Linked DNA regions of Sus scrofa: region 2 is linked to region 1. A link is a contact called in public HiChIP or PLAC-seq data. All regions are on one chromosome and are shown on one strand. The core of a region is the stretch at or near the end of the contact, and the rest is flanking DNA. Distances in the headings are between cores, read along the strand shown.

The links. HiChIP or PLAC-seq counts read pairs in DNA pulled down with a chosen protein or histone mark.
Region 2: an H3K27ac HiChIP or PLAC-seq map of alveolar macrophages shows a contact between it and region 1. The contact joins the promoter of ZKSCAN1 here to the promoter of TRIM4 in region 1. A contact is called at or near these places in 3 of 47 Hi-C or Micro-C datasets (embryonic fibroblasts, heart right ventricle and skeletal muscle) and 2 of 2 datasets of contacts at active chromatin or transcription factors (alveolar macrophages and skeletal muscle).

Annotation. Positions count from the first base shown.
Region 1 is chr3:7,835,357-7,839,433 of Sscrofa11.1, forward strand. It overlaps TRIM4 (E3 ubiquitin-protein ligase TRIM4), which reads right to left and starts at 2,231. Exons shown (of 6, transcript XM_003124333.5): 1 at 1,607-2,231. The coding sequence starts at 2,125. LOC110259868 (a long non-coding RNA gene) reads left to right here and starts at 2,298. Exons shown (of 2, transcript XR_002342269.1): 1 at 2,298-2,439; 2 at 3,812-4,077.
Region 2 is chr3:7,918,583-7,922,659 of Sscrofa11.1, forward strand. ZKSCAN1 (zinc finger protein with KRAB and SCAN domains 1) reads left to right here and starts at 2,059. Exons shown (of 7, transcript XM_021086191.1): 1 at 2,059-2,214.

The sequences.
Region 1 (4,077 bases), core at 981-3,480:
TTTAGTGAATCCTGAAATCCCACCTCTTCCAAGAAGCCTTCTCAGCTAAAACAAAAGAACTGCTCATGTCCTCCCCCGCCTGGAAATCCTTCCATGACTCCCCAACCCCTGAAAGAGAAAGCTCGGTCTTTTTAGCGTGGTGGAACAAGATCCTCCGTGACACGGCCCTTGCCTCTTTCTGCAGCCTCAACTCCTGCCCTCCTCTCTCCCGTGGGCCCCACTCCCAAACATCCTCTGGTTCCCTTACTTTTCACATGCTCTTCCACACTGAATATGCTGTTCCCTTGGCCTGACAATCCTCTCCCCTACCTTGCTGTTCACATCCTTCAAGGATGAACTCATGTTTCACTTCTCTGGGAAGCCTCGCCTCACCCCTGTCTGATCGCACTAACCTCAAACCTTCTGTGGGCTGGTACCAACTCGCATACAGTAAGCATCAGTAAAGATGACTGACTAAAGAAACGAATGTACCCCTTCTAGTCTAACCGCACCTGTTTCCTGTTTGCAGTCAGTTGATAAAAAACTGTACAGCGTTTGACAGTTTACAATCCACTTTAACTTGTCATGAAATTCGTGTATTCAGCAAGTACTTACTAGATACCAATTCAGATGGAGACCACTGGAGTGACACCGTCAGTAACGGAAGGGGGTGGGGCTACTCTGGAAAGGATGCGCAAGGAAGGTCTTCAAGCTAAACTCTAAAAGGATCTAAAGGATGGGAAGTACGGGTAGAGAGAGAGAACAGGCTTGAAACAAAAGCAAGAAGGCCAACGTGGCTGGAGTAGCGTATGACACACTGATTTATTTAACCGAAGCTTCTTAACCCCTAAGATGGGAAGACCAGATCATCTCCAAATTCTAACACTCATTTTCCCAACTGATGAAAGAAGTTAGTTCACAAAATCCTGACCCATCCCCTCAGCCAGGCTTTTCTCAAATCCTCCGTGGTCTATGATATTTGCAGGTATAAACCATATCGTCCAATAGAGCAACCTCAGCCACGGGAGCATCTGAAATACCGCTAGTCCCAATTGATGTGTGCGGTCAACGTGAAGCAAACACAGATTTATTTCAAAAACCTATCATGAAAAAAAAAGTAAACGATCTCACTGATAATTTTTCCTATCAGTTAATACCGAGTGATAATATTTTGGAAAAGAGGGTTAAATAAAACATATTATTTATTGCTCTTCCCGTGGTTTTTCGTCTGCTTATCTTAAAAATTCTCTTAATAAAATGTTACTGATGTAGTTGAAAAAAATATTGAAATTAACATCACCTGCCTCTTTTTACTACTGAAAAACACTTTAGTAGCATGCGTGGCTCGTGTTTTTTGTTTCTATTGGACACCACTGGTATATAACCTTCTACAATGTTTGTCTTAAACTCCAGGAGGCCAGTCCCTTGAAAATTCTGCAAGGAGGACTACACCCCCCTCCCAATCCCTGTTTTAACTCCAGCCCGGAGATCGGTGAGTAGCTTAACTTTTTTGAGCCTGGGAGGGGGCCACGGGGGCGTTTCATGCTTCCAGCGGCAAAAGCGGCCACCTAGTGTAAACAGTACAAGTGCCCACGCAATTCCGGCAACCCTGCAACGGCCGGCTCACCCGGTAGCTCTGGAAGGCCTCGTCCATGGGGGCCATGGTGTGGGCCTGGTGCTCCTGGGACTCCCTGCACACCATGCACATGAGTCGCTGATCGTCCTCGCAGAAGAGCCGCAGCGGCTCCCCGTGACGGTCGCACAGCCCGCGGGACGCGGGGCCCTCGCGCCGGCGCCGCGCCTTCTGCGCCAGCCGGGCCAGGGCCCAGTTGGGCCGCAGCGCAGAGGGCGTCGACGGCCGCCGGCACTCGGGGCAGGGAAACTGGTTGCAGCCCTGCGCCAAACCGCGGCGCAGGCAGTCGCGGCAGAAGTTGTGGCCGCACTCGATGGACACCGGGTCCTCGAAATAGTCCAGGCAGATGGAGCAGCTCAGCTCCTCCTGGAGGTCCTCGGCCTCCATGCTGCTCCTCTGACCCCGATCCGGGGGCGGGGTCGGAGGAAAGGCCGGCAGGCTGCAGGCGGGCCCCCGAAGCCGATGGCCTTCCGACCTGCGGCCGCCGCCTCCCGCCGAAGGGCGAAGTGCCATCTCTTCCTGGGACCGGGATCCAGGCGGGGCCCGGGGACGGGGAGGAGGTCCTTCCCGGCGCGTCTGAGGGGGGCCGAGCGCGCGCACGGCAGGTTTCCGCACCCCGACGGCGCGCGGGGCATGTCGGGAGGGCGCGCCCCCACCGGGCGGACAGTAGAGATGCGGAAGCCCCCCCTCGGGAAGCCTAGAGAGGAGGCGAGGACCTCAGGTTTGCCGAGCGCGCGGCTGTGAGGCGACCGCGCAGCTGCAGCAGCAGCTGGTGGGGCAACGTGGGGAGGCGCTGGTGAACTTCGCTAGTCCTTCAGGTTTGCGAGGTGAGGTCAGTGTTGGCCGGCCGCTCCGGACGATTTAGGTTCTGACTTCCTAGGCGAGGTGCAGCTTATGGCCTGAAGGATTAGGAGGATCGGGGGCATCCCCTTAGGCTGGCTCTTCCTGAAGTCTCCCTTTTATCGTTCAGCCTCATTCTCCAGGAAAGGAATCTGTTCTCGTCCTCGAACCCCCGAGGTCTAGTTGAATTCCTAAAAAGGCAGGATTTCCTGATGCCCCCACGAAGCCCACCAACTCTCCAGGGATTCGAGGAGCCGGGCGAACAGGCCAGCTAAGTTTCGGAGGCGAGCGAACAGAAAAAGGAGTGTTTAGCCCCCACGACGTAGTAGGGAGCTTTCTGATCGCCTTGCCACCCTGATTTCCCTCTCTTTCTTCCATAGCGTAGGAGATAGAGGCAGCCCATTCTCACCATGGGGCACACTCGCCCAGTGTAGATAGACGTTCTAATAGTTAAGTTAGGGGGAAGAATCTAGGGTTAGACGGTCTTCCTCAGGTTTGAGACTTCCCACCAGTATTTAAGCGGTTCAGCGCCCAGGAGGTCTAAAGGACTCTGGGTGATCTGCCAGGAGTGGCTGTCGTCTAAGATTCTGGGAGGAAGCAGAGCCTGTAGCTGCTGCTGCTGGTGGTGCTGGAGCAGTTCCTGATCCTCCTACCTGAGAAGACTAGGACCACGTTGTCAGAGCAACACTCTAAGAGTGGTGGGAAGGAAATCAGGTGTTTTAAGTGGAAGTGCTTAAGATTCAGATGCGTAGATGCATTGTCTTTTGGTACCCAACTTGAACCACTTGCCATCCCATGTGTCATCCATTGAGCCTTTCAACAAACAATATGCTTGCCTGTTTCACAGTGTTATCTGTTTCTCTCCAATGGATTTTTATCTTGTGTTTCTGAGGTGTTTTTTTTTTTTTTCTTAAATTCTTCGCACTCTGTTCTGTTTCTTATGAAAGAAATTTTTAATTCTTCTTGTGTCCCCAAATCAGATACTGCCTTTCCCATAATATGCTGATTAGGGGATTTGAAAAAGGAGCGCTTGGGGGTCACTGTTTTGGGGGTTTGATGAAGGTTCCACAGAATGGCTATGTTTAAATGTTTAAATTATGCATCCGATAGCTGTGTTTTCTTTGTAAATTGGAATACTATACTGAGAAGAAATCTGAGTCTTCATATAGACCAAGCAGGAAGAGGTACTCTTATCGGTTATTGACGTTTCCCATGAGTGTTTTACTGCAAGTGTCTATATGTCTATATGTCTGCCTGTGTATTGAAGTATATCTTCTAATGTCTTTGTTTTCAATGCTGCCATACTCCTGAAATGAACATCCTTCTCTACTGAAAATGTTGTGGCTCCTGAATTGACAGCTTTATTCATTTGGAATTCATATGGCATTTCAGGGGATGCCAAGTGGCCAATCTTGAGAAAGAAGAACAAAGTAGGAGAACACACACTTCCCAATTTCAAACATTATTACAGAGCTACAGTAATTAAAATGTAGTACTGCCATCAGAATAGACATATACATCAATGGGAATCAAATTGAGAGTACAGCAACAGTGCCGTACAGCTACAAGCAATTGGTTTTCAGCAATGGTGCCAAAACCGTTATATGTAGGGAAAATTAGCCTTT
Region 2 (4,077 bases), core at 809-3,308, 83 kb after region 1:
CCTTCTGTGAGCTCTGCCATGTGGTGTATCAGCGCCTGGTGGTCTGTTTCTATAGCTCTGTTCGTTTTTCTCTGCTGAAGCCTCTGCTTACTCATACCACCCACAGCTTCATGGCTTCTATCACCCAATGCCTTCTGCAGACTTACTTCTGCTTGGCCCCAGTTTTCTCTATCTCACATTTGAACTCCCAAAGGAAGGTGATCTAATTGCTTGAGTTGCCTACTGTTCCATTTGCCAGAGCTCTCAGACCAGGCCCCTTCCATACTTCCACGGGCCAGCATAAGCATAAGATGTGCTTTCATCAAGTGCCCAGTTCTGATCCCACCAGCCTGGGTCCAAAAAGGGTCACACACTATGAATGTGACAAGTACTTCAAGCAAACCAGCCACCTGTCCAGTACAATCATAGTTTCAAACCATGTTTAACACAATAAATAAAAACATATACATAAGAAAACAGATAAGAAAGGGATAAATTAAAGCCATCACAGCTGGGTTAATATGGAAAGATTATAGGTGATTTTTTTCTCTGTTTTGCAATTTTCATTTAGTGATATTGTAATTGCCTTTTACTTTCCAAGTTTGTTTTTTTGGCCACAGCTTTGGCACGTGGAAGTTCCCCGGGGCAAGGGATTGAACCTGCTGCAGTGACAACGCCAGATCCTTAACCCTTTGTGCCACAAGGGAACTCCTCCAAGTATGTTTTAATTTTTTTAATTCAGTGCATTTTTATTATAATTGTACAGCCATCACCACAACCTAATTTTAGAATAGTTCCATCCCAAACCCCAGTCCATCCCTTCTCCCCAGTCTGTCCCCTTTGGTAACCGTAAGTTTTTCAAAGTCTGTGAGTCTGTTTCTGTTCTGCAAATAAGTTCATTTGTATCCTTTTTTAAGATGCCACATATAAGTGATGGCATATGATGTTTGTCTCTCATTGTCTAACTTAGCATGATCATTTCTAGGTCCATTCATGTTGCTGCAAATGGCATTATTTCATTCTTTTTTATGGCTAATATTCCATTGTATACATGTACCACATCTTCTTCATCCACTCCTCTGTTGATGGACATTCAGGTTGCTTCCACATCTTGGCTATTGTATGTGGTGCTGCAATGAACACTGGTGTTCATTGTACCTTTTCAAGTCAAGGTTTTCTCCGGATAGATGCCCAGAAGTGGGATTGCTGGATCTTACGGTAATTCTATTTTTAGTTTTTTGAAGAGTCGCCATCCTGCTTTCCATAGTGGTGGCACCAATTTATTTTTTAAAAAGTAATCTCCAAGCAATAGGAATCATGTAACCCAGATACTAAGTTCAGCCTCTCCCCTGAACTTGCCTTGGAATGTGAGCAAAGTCACAATCATTAAAGACGGTGGTCACTCTTGCACAGCAAGTGGAATATTATTTCTGCCTTATCTTGCCAGGTGAAGGTGAAGGCCCTAATTGCAGCTTGTGAGAGCACCTTGAAGGCAAAAAATGTCAGTTATTATTCTGAAATCTACTTCTAAACTGCTATAAGAGCATATGCCACATGAACAGAACACAGAATCTTATAACTAGCTTGGTTGCAGAAAGACGTCCTTTGTCTACAGGCCAAGTGTTTTGAAAATACCACCCACTCAACTGGCAGATTATCTCCAGGGCGTGAGAGAGTCTACCACGGTAGTTTTGTGAAACCAGCCATCCCTGGCTTCGCTTTGATCTTTCTCTGTCTACACCCTTCTTTCAGCTCCTCCGCCTCAGACATACAATTACTAAGTATTATTATTGTTTGATAATAACTATAATTACTACAAGCGCTGCCTGAGGTGGAAGAGGAGAAATCGAATTATCAGATGGACGGGTGTCAGAGCTGAACAGTATCCCGTAAAGCCTGAATCCCCTTCCCCTTGGTCCCAGCCTTAATTCGGGGCGCGCAGGCTGAGGGCGAGAACCCCCAGGCGGGAGGCTGGACCGCTGCAGGGCAGGGGCCGGGTCCAGCTTTCGGGCACCGAGATGCCAAATCCTCCCGCGCTCCTAGAGAGGACCCGGAAGCGCGGCGCAGTCCCGGAAGGCGAGGTGCTGACACACTTCCGGCCTTTGTGACTCATTGTGTCTGTGTCGAGGCGTCAGGAGGGCCTAGGTCCGTGTGCGGCGCCCTTCGGCCGGCCTGAGCCCCAGAGTCAGCTCCCCTTGCTCGCCCAGCGCCCCCAGGCCGCTCCCGGGGCTCACGGTGAGACTTGGGGCCGGCCTCTGGGGGGCGGGCGGGGCCGCAGGGGTGTGCATGGGGGTGGGCTCCGCAGCTGCGGCCCCCGGGTCCCCTCCGGGCTGCCAGGGCGCAGCGTGAAGCGGGTCCGTGCCCCCGTCCCCTTTCCAGGCCCAGCCGTAGGCAGCGCCGTCCCCCGGGGGAGACGTCCTCGCCCTACCCCGGATCCAGGCGGGAAGGGGGCGACGGTCCTTGGCCGGGGTTCCTGGGAGACCTGGGGAGCTGCTGTCTGCGGGCCCCTTCTGGGCCGCCCGCCTGCAGTGTCGTCATCGTCGTTTGACGTTTCTGAGAACCAGGTCGCGAGCGAACCGACCCCTGTCTGATTTTTCCCTGCTCTGCTTTCGTCGCCATTTGCTTTGATTCCAGTGAGAGACTTTTTTTTTTTTTTTTCGGGGTCCTTGCAGGATCTCGAGGTGAAAAATGCGGAAGTCCGAGAAATGGACACGTTTCGAGGTGCCGCATATGTGTTTCCAGATCACCTGCATCTCTGCACCCCACCCCCACCCCCGAGCGGTGATTAAAGAGTCTTTGAAGCCTAGTCAGAGGGGATGAAGATGTGATTCGGATCTGGTAGGGATTATGGCCATCCCACTCTCAGCTTTGTGGAAATATTTCGAAGGCTGAAAGATTAGGTGGATTTTTCATTTCTGGGTCGTAGTCACTCTGCTTGACTTGGAATGAGAATTTGTGGAAATTGCGCTGGGCCATTAGGAGACTGTTTAACTGAATGACCTTGGATAAGACCAGACACGTCCCCCACCTGTTTTGTCATTGATAAAATCCACTAGGTTTTCTCAAAAGGCCTTTCCAGCTTTGAAGTTCTTTGATTTTGGTCCGAGTAGTTGAAAGATTCAGCTACATTTCAGCCTGACACTGCCCCCCTCCCCTCCCTCCAGTACACAATACGGTACTTTCATTATAGAGAGTGGCTGTTACATGGCCTGGGACCAAAGAAAGCATTTATTGTACAGGCCAGTGCTAGGCGGATTGGAGGTGGTCAATAAATACTTGTTGAACTGAATTGTGGAGGATTCATTTTAACCAGTCAACAAAGCCCTGTTACTGTATTGGGTGGCCAAATGTGGAGAAATAGCTTTATTATTTAGGGAACCGAAATGATAATTTGCCCCAGAATGTTTCTCCAAGTTTGTATTGTCTTCTGGTTACTATGCAAGGTTCTTGTTCATTATTTGGGCAGTTTTCACCAAAATTAAAATACAGAGAAGCTAACTACTTCATGCCATAGTCTTTTGCTGATTCTCTGCCTGATCTAAGCACTGACGGTTTTCTAACTTTATATCGTATCTAAATACAGGTGAACGTTATGTGAAGTCGTACCTTTTCATTCTGAGAGAGTGTCATCATCTTTGGGTAGCTACATGTCTTTTAAAGGTAGCTTTCGGAGTTCCAGTTGTGGCTCAGCAGGTTTAGGACACCACGTTGTCTCTGTGAGGATGCAGGTTCAATCCCTGGCCTCCCTCTGGGGGTTAAGGATCCGGCACTGGGGCAAGCTGTGGCGTAGGTCACAGATGCAGCTTGGATCCGGTGTTGCCTTGGCTGAGGCATAGGCTGGCACCTACACCTCGGATTGGACCCCTAGCCCGGGAACTTCCATATGCCCGCAGGTGTGGCCCTTAAAGAAAAAAAAAAAAAAAAGGTAGCTTCTTCATGTTTTAAAACCTTTTAGAACTCTGTTGAAAAATGGGAGGAGGGCAGTTTGTTTAAACTTTCAAGACTCTGGCTTGGAAAAGATACTGGCCTATTTAGAAGATAGCCTTTGGAATAAACTGAGCTCGTAGCTCCAGGCCTTTTTTGTAAGAAAATCTTTGG